Linked DNA regions of Pan troglodytes: region 2 is linked to region 1. A link is a contact called in public capture Hi-C data. All regions are on one chromosome and are shown on one strand. The core of a region is the stretch at or near the end of the contact, and the rest is flanking DNA. Distances in the headings are between cores, read along the strand shown. Region 1 overlaps CORO1C (coronin 1C). Region 2 overlaps SSH1 (slingshot protein phosphatase 1).

Region 1 (5,899 bases), core at 129-2,628:
CCCGGCTGCTCAGTCTGGGAAGTGAGGAGCGCCTCTTCCCGGCCGCCATCCCGTCTAGGAAGTGAGGAGCGTCTCTGCCCGGCCGCCCATCGTCTGAGATGTGGGGAGCGCCTCTGCTCCACCGCCCCGTCTGGGATGTGAGGAGCGCCTCTGCCCGGCCAGGACCCCGTCTGGGAGGTGAGGAGCGTCTCTGCCTGGCCGACCCGTCTGAGAAGTGAGGAGCCCCTCTGCCCGGCAGCCGCCCCATCTGAGAAGTGAGGAGCCCCTCCGCCCGGCAGCCGCCCCGTCTGAGAAGTGAGGAGCCCCTCCACCCGACAGCCGCCCCGTCTGAGAAGTGAGGAGCCCCTCCGCCCGGCAGCCACCCCGTCTGCGAAGTGAGGAGCGTCTCTGCCCGGCAGCCACCCCGTCCGGGAGGGAGGTAGGGGGCAGCCCCCGCCCGGCCAGCCACCCCGTCCGGGAGGGAGGTGGGGGGTCAGCCTCCACCCGGCCGCCACCCCATCCGGGAGGTGGGGGGGCGCCTCTGCCCTGCCACCCCTTCTGGGAAGTGAGGAGCCCCTCTGCCCGGCCACCATCCCGTCTGGGAGGTGTACCCAACAGCTCATTGAGAACGGGCCATGATGACGATGGCGGTTTTGTGGAATAGAAAAGGGGAAAAGGTGGGGAAAGGATAGAGAAATCAGATTGTTGCTGTGTCTGTGTAGAAGGAAGTAGACATGGGAGACTTCATTTTGCTGTGTACTAAGAAAAATTCTTCTGCCTTGGGATGCTGTTGATCTATGACCTTACCCCCAACCCTGTGCTCTCTGAAACATGTGCTGTGTCCACTCAGGGTTAAATGGATTAAGGGCGGTGCAAGATGTGCTTTGTTGAACAGATGCTTGAAGGCAGCATGCTCGTTAAGAGTCATCACCACTCCCTAATCTCAAGTACCCAGGGACACAAACACTGCGGAAGGCCGCAGGGTCCTCTGCCTAGGAAAACCAGAGACCTTTGTTCACTTGTTTAACTGCTGACCTTCCCTCCACTATTGTCCTATGACCCTGCCAAATCCCCCTCTGCGAGAAACACCCAAGAATGACCAATAAAAAAAATAAAAATTTAAAAAAATTTAAAAAATAAAAAATATATATATATAGTCAACAGCCTCTTCAGGAGTATCAAAAGTATGTCTTTGAAATACATTTACCAGTAAGTCTCCAACGAGGATAAGAACTTCACATCCAATCTAAGACAATCAGGCGTTTAGAAAACTACACTAAGAATCCCATAATCTACTTACTCACTGGAAGACCTGCTCAGAACAGAGAGAAAGCTCAAGTGAAAGCAAGTGGAAAGGCTGGGGAGGGCGTACCGGATTCCAGAGAGCCAGCTGCCGCTCGCTCATGCGGCTGAACCCAGTGGTGAAGACATTGCCATCGGCCAGGAAGATGGCTCTCATGGGTCTTGCTCCTTCATGTGCTTTCTCCTTCTCCTGGAGAGCAAAAAGGCACATGCCACACATTAAACTGCAAGAAGACAAGGTGAGTGGAGAAACTCAGGCACAGATCCAACCTCACCAACTGCCATTCATGTTCACCTGGGTGTGGGAGGGAGGTCAGTGTTAACCATCCCCCTTCCCCAGATGAGGAAACAAAGAGATACTATGTGATCTGGTCAAGGTCCCTCTGTGAGGCAGCAAGAATGCCAGGATTTAACTCAGAAGACTCGCTCTCTCCACCATATCCTGCTGCCAACCCAAGTCTATGCACTGCGAAAATAAAACACATGAAAGGACTCTGACAAATGTTTGTTTCTCAAGAGGATAATAACATAAGGAGATTAGGCATGCCCTACCATTTCTACCAATATCATAGGGCAGAAAGAAGCCTTGTCTAGTTAACGCTTTCCTTGACCTCAGTAGTTTAATGAATGCACTAGGACAACCCTTAGAAGATGTCGGGTGGAGAAAACACTTAACACAGGGTTGGGCAAGTCCCCAGGGCTCAGTAAGCACCAGCTACTATCATTGCCCAACTCTTGAAAAGAGATGCAGCCAAAGAACAACCACATCTCAGGAAGGGCCTCAGAGTGTGGCAAATGAGGACTTCTCAGACTTACTATGTGTAGTTTCAACACTGACTGAAGACCCAAATGTCCATCTTTTGTCAAGGTATGTGATTTTGTTGAGGTCCAGTTTGGGTGGCAGAAACTAAGACACTGAGCTGATGAGAGAACCTGTTGCTTTTCGCCCCGCGCATTTATTTATTTATTTATTTTTGTATTTTTAGTAGAGACAGAGTTTCACCATGTTGGCCAGGCTGGTCTCAAACTCCTGACCTCAAATGATCCACCCACCTCGGCCTCCCAAAGCGCTGGGATTACAAGTGTGAGCCACCATGCCCGGCCACCTGTTGCATCTTTAACAGCTGTGTTTGGAAAAGGGTGAGGAATTGATTCATCAATATTCAATACTAAGCTGCAAAATCAGGAATGCAGCCAATTGGTTTAATTGATCAAGACTTATAAACTCTTAAGGACTCTAGTGAACTGATACAAACTATTTCTTTGTGAAAAAAGGCTACAAAGTGAGAGACTTGAGTAAAAGCTGGAAAATTTACAACTCTGGAGAGAAGCACAACTGGGGAGACAGAAGCCTTTATAAGCCTTCTCTTATTCACAGTTGGTGTCTACACACAACAAGGTCCCACTGACCAGTACTGCTGCCTGCCTTAAAAAGCAGAAAGCTCACACTCACTCAAGTGCTCCAACTACTGAGTTTTCATCCTAGGAATACTCACAGCAACAATCTCTTGTTTCCTGGGATCAATGACTCTCACTTTCTTGTCTTTGGAAGCTGTGCAGATCAGACTGCCATTCCGGTTCCAGCTCACATTGTAAATCATGTCTGAATGCATATCGTCCAAGTTTATAAGGGCTTCCCCTGTTCCCACATTCCAGATGATAATGGCATTATCACAACCTAAAACAGGCAAAACCATCAGAGATTAGAAGATTAGAAACACCTATGTAACACACTCAGAAAACTACAGATACAGTGAGAATACATATATGTATATGCAGAGAGAGAGAGAGAGAAAGAGAGAGAGAGAAAAGATGCGGCTGATTGTCAGAGGCCCTACCAGAGGCCCTACTTACTAACAGCGTTAAAAACTGAAGTGACAAAGAAAAAAGTTTGTATAAAAGTAATAAAAGTGTTAAAGTAAAAACACAACTTGTTAAGTTTGGGTTCATATGAAACAATCAACCAAACAAAAACAAAGAACCACACCAAAACAGAACCCTATTTTCTTTAAAGAGTTAACTGGGCTGGTAGACCCAAGTGACTTCAAGTTTCCTTTCTAGTAAAACAAGCATCAGGGTGTTGCTGCCAGCTTTGGGAGACCCCTATTAGGCAAATACGCTCCTTCCTTTTAAAGAAAACTTTGATTTTCCCCTGCTATACAATTAGTACATGTATACTATAAAGAACATATATAAACAAAAGGAAAAAAAATCACTTTTAATCCCACCACTCAGAGAGAAGATCATTATTACTTTTTTGATGTTTCTTTCCGAAAGATATTTCTGTGCACATACATAAATTATTTTACATACAGAGATGGGTTCATACACTTTACACATGGGCTGCTTTCTGCACTTGGTGGTAGGCTGTGACCCTTTTCACGTGCCAAATAAACTAAAAATAAAAGGTTTAAATGACTGTTTAGGGCACTCAACAAAAACTCTGGGTGGCAGGTTATTCAAATCAGTGAGACTCTAAGACACAGCTTTGGGATATTAAAGATGGTACAACAGTGGAAGGGAAAAGCCAAGAGTAAGGCCTGTTTGCTCACAACAGATCTGTACCTTTAAATGAAGAGAAAAATAGGCCAAGACTGCTCTGATCATGGTGAGAAGCCCAAACTGTAATCAAGTAGCTACATGGATTCAGAAACGGATTCTGAAAGAAGCCCACGATGTCAACTCATTCACCACCTCAGCTCACCAACTCCTTCCTTCCTTCAAGGGTCTGCCCCACGCCTCCAGGCCCCTTTAAAAAGAGGCAGCATGTGTTGCTCCTAGGATGTTAGTTCAAGGATGAAGCAAAATACGGGAAGGACATCCTAGAGGTGGATTCTTGCCAATAAAGCAATTTGGAAATCATTTAGAAAAAATAGTCACTAACATCCAGGATACTTAAGTTACCTAAGGGTTAGAAGTAGGAAATTGGCCGGGCACGGTGGCTCACGCCTGTAATCCCAGCACCCTGGGAGGCCGAGGCGGGCAGATCACCTGAGGTCAGGAGTTGGAGACCAGCCTGACCAACATGGAGAAACCCTGTCTCTACTAAAAATACAAAATTAGCCAGGTGTGGTGGCACATGCCTGTAGTCCCAGCTACTTGGGAGGCTGAGGCAGGAGAATCGCTTGAACTCAGGAGGCGGAGGTTGCGGTGAGCTGAGATCATGCCATTGCACTCCAGCCTGAGCAACAAGAGCGAAACTCCATCTCAAAAAAAAAAAAAAAAAGAAGTAGGAAACTGGAGAAAAAAACTACACAACAGTAACAAAAGTTGAAGCTAAACTCTGGGATGGACAATTGAACCTTCCTCTGCCTTCTTCCCCATAGGCAAACAGGTAACTTCAGCCCCGGCAGCTGGATCATATAGCCTAAAAATATGCAGAACACGACAATCACCCATTCTCCTTCACATGTAAAAGGGAGAATGCAGACCAGTCTGTTGCTGCTGCCCTATGTTGAGCCTTGATGAGAAAGGTAGCAGGGAATTTTCCATGAAGAAATTCCAGCTCTGGAATTTTTTTCCTCTCCTTAATCAGACTGAGGTTCTGAGAGAACATCAAAAATGATTCCCAAGTATAGTCGATGGTGATTATAAAAAACATGGCAACTTTTTTGAAAAGTGGGCCTTAGTTTCAATAGGTACTTGGCATTATAATTTTTTATTTAACTCACTGTGAGTCATAAACATTGTGTATTCCCAGTTAAAAACTGAACTGCCCCCCTCCTTTTTACTGGTGAGGGGAAAGACCTTTAAAAATCCTATCTCTAACATTAGTATCACTTTTTAAATAAACCACTTTTATTAAGGTATAACTTACATACAATACAATGCACCCATTTTAAGTATATATTTGCTAAGTTTCAACAAATGTATAAACTCATGTAGCCACTACTATGATCAAGATACAGAATATTTCCATCACCCCACAAAGTTCCCTCATGCTCTCTGTATTGCTCTCATAAAAGAAAATGAAATCTCCAATTTTAGATAAAGGAAAAGATTTCTGTACAACACCAGTGTCCAGAAATAGGGGACTTATCAAGTAAAATGAGGTATATCCAGAAAATGGATTAGTATGAAGTCATTAAAAATAGGAAGAGAGCTTAATGGCACGTGAAGAGGGTCACAGCCTACCACCAAGTGCAGAAAGCAGCCCATGTGTAAAGTGTATGAACCCATCTCTGTATGTAAAATAATTTATGTATGTGCACAGAAATATCTTTCGGAAAGAAACATCAAAAAAGTAATAATGATCTTCTCTCTGAGTGGTGGGATTAAAAGTGATTTTTTTTCCTTTTGTTTATATATGTTCTCTATAGTATACATGTACTAATTGTATAGCAGGGGAAAATCAAAGTTTTCTTTAAAAGGAAGGAGCGTATTTGCCTAATAGGGGTCTCCCAAAGCTGGTAGCAACACCACAGAGGGAACACAGGGCTTCTGGCTCCCAACAAAGTACACCTTCTACCGTATCAGAAATAACCAAAACTATGGTTCATGGAGGGCCCTGGCAGGAACCATGAAACCTGCTGAAATTATAGCAGGAAATTCATAGCTTTCCTCAGGTTGTCGAAATGGCCTTGAAACACACACACGTGTACACACACACAAGTATGTA
Region 2 (5,266 bases), core at 2,281-4,780, 140 kb after region 1:
CCTGAGAGGCAGGATTTTGGCTGCGGAAGCGGCTGCTGCACCGAATGGGAGCATGCTCTGCTGCCGACAGAGGCCTGGCTGGCTTGGCCACATGGCTGCTCCAGCTCTGCCTGCCAACCCTTCTCTCCAGGCAGGCACCCACCTTGCGTCCAAGATGCCTTCATACTCAGACAGCTGCTTCATAAAGCCCGCGTTGGGGCGCGTGATGCTGCGCTTCTGCTTTACATAGTTATATGCTTTTTCCAGAGGCCAGCCGAATTCCTTCATTGCATAGGCTATGACTGTGGAGGCCGAGCGACTCACGCCCATTTTGCAATGCACCAGGCACTTGGAATGGTTCCTCCTGCAGGGGTGGGAGCAGTTGGGGAGGAGAGATGGGGGAGAAGCAGTGGGGAAGGAGTTAAAAAGCTCCAACAACTTCATTCTCTCAGGTTTTACCCGAATCATTTTTTTAAACCCTGTAGATATCTTACTGCCGAAATCCTCCTACGTCTTAATGTTTACGGAGCAGATGTCCACACACTCTCTAAAGGAAATACCACCACTGTAGAATCAATTAGCACACAATGGGATATCAAAAGAAATCTGTTCTGGCCTGGCCATGTTTTGTTTGCAGGGAGAGCTTCAATATTTGGCTGCCTTCAGGGACCATGTGAGAATCTTCTCACATGGCTGGGATGGGCTAGGGGACCAAAAGCCCTTTCCTGGGATGAGAGTGGGCAGCTAACGGGATTTCTGCAAGAGCTACTCAGCTGCTACAGCAGATGGAGACAGTGAATGAGTTACTGCAGAAAAATGGGGTCAGCAAACTGAAAGCTGCAAGGCCCTGGGGAGAGCGAGATGCTCTTCAGACAGGAGGGCCAGGGAGCAGGAGTAAGGGCGGCCGCAAAGAAAAGCCAGGAGTGGAAGATGGGGCTGGACGTTTATTTGTAAGGAGGCAGTGCTGGCCCAGGCCTGGCTGATTTACCAGATATGGCCCGGGAGACAGTGTTTCTTTAAGTATCACTTGCTCAAGAATGTGAAGGAGCGCCAAGCCAGTAAGGGCAGCACCTGCGAAACTTTATTTGTACAGAAGGCAGACCCACCAGGTGGGAGCCGGCTCTGGTTTCCTATACCCCAACCTTGAAATTCTCCTGCAAATTTCAGTGGGGTTTTTTCCCCCTAACTGCTGGTCTGAAGTTTCCGTCAAGGGAGTCTTGAGTTTGTCTCCTGGGAATATAAGGGAACTAAGATTTGGTTAAGGACACATCATGTGGCTTTGACCCAGAGGGAGATAAAGCAGAAGAGGGTGATTGTCTTGACAGCATCTCAAAGGGTTCTTTCTGTTCTTGACTTAATAAGGCAGAGCTGTTTCGCAGGGGAATAAAATGAGCACCAGAGACAGGTGAAACCGCTGACGGGCTCAGGGGCAGTGGGGCTGGCCATGACCTCCAATGTGCTGTCCTGTTTCATGCGACAGTAACTCAGGGAGGGAAGAAGGGCCGTATTCTTAGGGAGACAGTCCCAAAGAAGCTCTAAGCCCGTGTCCGTGCATGTCATCCCCTAGCCCTCCTTTGGCTCAGTGACTTCCTAGGGGTGGGGCCCCTGAGTGTCCACTTGGTATCTGGGGCTTGCCTGGAATCAGAGCTGACGATGACAACTGGGGTCAAGTGTCACAATCAAAGATAGGTGGGAGAGACTAAGCTCAATAGGGACTCTACCTGGAGAGGACCAACCACTTTTCTCCTTTGGTGCTTGGAGTCCTGCGACTAAAAGCAAAGGTCCATCCCACATCAAGTCCGCTCCCACCAGCCAACTCCTGTGTCTGGAGTCCCGTTAGGATCCCCCCTCCCACCAGCCGACTTCTGCATCTGCAGTCTCGTTCATTCCCACTCTCCCAGCCTCAGCAGGTTGGTTTCATCCTCAGCCCCGCCTCTCTGTCCACTTACTTCGCTTTGTTTATAAAATGATACGCTTCATTCCAGTGGGCGAGGAGGTCTGTGGTCTCTTCATCGTAGACTCGGATGTTATGATATGCAAATAAGCCAGGAAAAAAATTATCGATTTCTCTGGTAACATTTAAAATGTAATCAACCCTGCAATGAGAAAAAAATAAGAAACAAATTTGGAGAATCTGAATGAGAAAGAAAAGCAAGGTAATAAAAACTGGCAGAGAAAAGAAAAGGAAACACACATTAACCAAGGGTCATATGTTCGTGGCGGGACTTTGGTTTTTCCTTAATAGCTATGTTTTTTGGTATTTTCTAAATGCCCTCTCAATGGTGAAAATGTGTTATATTTATATTAAGAAACCAAATTATTGTAAAGACCTTATAAAAAGAAAGCTCAGTTTAAAGCATTCTGGAAAATTAAATATATGTATTACTTAAATTTATAACTATTCATGACTATTATGAATATACAGAGGCTTAAAAAAATCCCAGTGTCTTCACTCTTAAAGAGCTAAAAAGCAGACTATATCCATCCATTATCTATATCCTTGGGAATTGCCTTAAATCTTTTTTTGGAAAAAGGCAAGATAGACAAATAAGTATTTGACAGAGTCTGCTAACCCAGGTTCTGTAGTTCTCTAAACTTAATCAATACTTTTACTTCTGGAAGAAAATAATGTCAGGAGTTAGAAAACATCTCAAATAGGTTTCATAATATTTAGACATGCTTAAAAAAATACCTAAGAAAATCATTAATTTATTCCCAGCAAGAGGAAAGCACAGAAGAGTATGGCCTTACGTTTTAAGAACACTTTCTGTTGAAAGAATGCATCTTAACCGGTAGTTCTAAAGATGTATTTTAAGATTTGTTTAGTCTTGATTTTTAAACGTGGTAATTCTAGAATGTCATCATGTCACGCCCACAGAACGGTGATTTTGTGGCTGTGTTGTTTAAAAAAAAAAAAAAAAAAAAAAGTCCAGACATCTGTTCTTGAAGGTCTAGATTGAAACACTTTTCATCCCTGCTGAGTGTTTGTCAGACTACGACAGGCATATGCTTCTGGCCAACACTGAGCGTAAAGTTGCAAGATTCCCACCAGGCCCCAAAGCATTAGCTCAGATAGAGCCCAAAGTGGCCCAGGGATCAGGGTTGCTGACTAACGCAACAGCCAGCAGACCTCTGCGTCCACACTAGGGTTTGCAGCAACTGTGCGGGGCAGGGAAGCGGGGTGGGGGTGAGGCAGCACAGAGCCTAATCAATATCCAGGCGGTCCTACAGCAATTAGAGTGTAATTTTAAGTTTTCCTCAATCCACACGATCACGCGAGACTTCGGCACAATCTAAACTCCATGAATTATTCAGGGCGTGGTGTTTGGAAGCACATCTGTTTAGCTATGCACATCAACCCCTGGCAGCCACTTCAGAGACCAGGGTGCAGGCAATTACAGGCAGGCAGCCCCAAGGTCTCCCCCTCCATGGCAGAGTGGAGGGTTTCTAAGCTGCCTGGAAGGACAGGGAAAGACAAGGGGAGGAGACTCACCCTGAGCCCTGCAGTTCCTCCAGATTGGATGCATTCCATTCAGAGCCCTGGGAGACAGATCACACAAGCTCCTGTGAGTGTCACATGTCAGCCTCAGAGCTGCTCAGGGGATGCATGGTTTGCCCTAGCTCTGGCGGTGAGGTCTTATTTCATGGCCCCATTGGCCTCAGAGAACAGAGAGAACCAGCGGCTGATATTCAAGGAGATTCCTGAGTGAGTACTCAGAGCATGAGAGGAAGGGAGGGAGGGAAGGGTCCCGGCCCTCACTGGCCCCTTGGCCTTAGGGAAACAGCAAGTCCAGGAAAACCTGCTCTCCGTCTCCCCACTTCCTTTCCTAAGAGTCCAGTGGGGTCCTGTAAGCAGAGGCAATGCGACCTCCCACCCAGGGAAGGGCACGTTCACAAGCCACTAATTAAAGCAGGAATCGTTCTACCTTCTGGGAAGTATTTTGGCAATACTGAAAAAGTTCCCACCCTCTGACCCAGTAATTCCACTTACAAAAAGCTATCCTGAGGAAATAATCAGAACTCACACAGTGATTTAGGTAGGAGGATATTTATAATTATTTGTAATAAACCAGTGGAAACCACCCAAACGTCCAAAGGGAAAAAATGAGTAAAATAAATGAGGCTGGATCTTCATGATGGAGTCTTTAAAACAAATAAATTTTGCAGAATATTTAATGACACAGGCAAATACCATGTAAGGAAAAAAAATTTTAAAAGAGAGGAGGATACAGGACTATATAAACATAAACAGTATGATCCTTTCCTTCTTTGTTCCTTTTCAAAGAAGCTATATATGCATTTTAAAAACCCAAAAAAACAGAAGATGGGAAAATAAATATGCCAAAATGTTAACAGGGACTACCTCTGGATTTGCGAGATCGGGAATGCTTTTTTCTTCTTTAGATTTATTTCTATTTTCAGACTTTCTGCAACATGTTTTAATTTAGTACTTTTAAAAAATGGTATCATTGAAAAACCTTCCGCTCCCAAGCATTCAAAGGACATGGAACGGGGGAAAAAAAAAAGAAAAGAAAAAATGATCACTTTCCTCTTAGGAAATGCAAACAACATAGTGCCATAAAGAGCAAAAGAATCCACCTTTGGTCTTCCTTGAAACTTCCTTTCCCAAGTTCCCAAGAGGGCAGACCCCTCAGGACCAGGGGTGGCAGGGCCCTGAGCAAGCTGGCAATGTGCGACACTAGCTGAATTTTCATATTTGAGGGAGAGGCCCAAACATAAAAATTCCTTTAGTATCTCTCATGGAAAAAGTGACATAAAGCACTGAACCACACTAAAAGAATAACGCGAGTGCCGCTGAAGCTGCGAGTGTCCTCTTGCTGTGACTGCCACCTAGTGGAGAAAGAAGGAAGGTGCCTTCTGTTCCCTTCTCACCAGGGAAATCAACAGACTTCCAGGGAGATCAGTGCCCAGGACTGCCCACACTTTCAAATCCACACATGTAGATACATTTTAATCAATCACTATGAAATCTATATAGATTTGTATACAGAAATATATTAAAAATATACATATCTACATAGATATCATGACATACACATAACTCTTAATTACTTCCTACAGAAAACAAAGTCTTTCTTGTCTCTAGTAGTAAATTTACTTCCTTAGCTTTCCCAGGAAGCACTTCCTCCTCTAACAATGGTTACCATTAGTTAGCACCTGCAAAAACTGTACTCGGTGCTTTAAATATGTATTTTTAATTTTATTTTATTAAAAAAAATATTTTTTAGAGACAAGGTCTCACTATGTTGCCCAGGCTGGCTTCCAA

What was found. Capture Hi-C pulls out chosen DNA fragments and counts their contacts.
Region 2: a contact with region 1 is called in a capture Hi-C map of stem cell-derived neural stem cells, with 3 times the contacts expected there. The contact joins two enhancer-like sites. A contact is called at or near these places in 4 of 7 Hi-C or Micro-C datasets (induced pluripotent stem cells, a lymphoblastoid cell line and stem cell-derived neural progenitor cells) and 1 of 1 other capture datasets (stem cell-derived neural stem cells).

The regions. Positions count from the first base shown.
Region 1 is chr10:115,468,218-115,474,116 of NHGRI_mPanTro3-v2.0_pri, forward strand. It overlaps CORO1C (coronin 1C), which reads right to left. Exons shown (of 11, transcript XM_001147913.8): 5 at 2,778-2,959; 6 at 1,352-1,471. Among named protein-coding and RNA genes, the nearest start is that of SELPLG, 24 kb to the left of the region's middle. Within about 2 kb of position 1,379, at least 2 of the 24 cell types and tissues checked have an H3K27ac peak or open chromatin away from gene starts, as enhancers often do. A contact at or near this core is called in stem cell-derived neural stem cells, where this site is marked.
Region 2 is chr10:115,607,886-115,613,151 of NHGRI_mPanTro3-v2.0_pri, forward strand. SSH1 (slingshot protein phosphatase 1) reads right to left here. Exons shown (of 15, transcript XM_016924125.4): 11 at 3,473-3,519; 12 at 1,929-2,075; 13 at 143-343. Among named protein-coding and RNA genes, the nearest start is that of MIR619, 35 kb to the right of the region's middle. Within about 2 kb of position 3,531, at least 12 of the 24 cell types and tissues checked have an H3K27ac peak or open chromatin away from gene starts, as enhancers often do. A contact at or near this core is called in stem cell-derived neural stem cells, where this site is marked.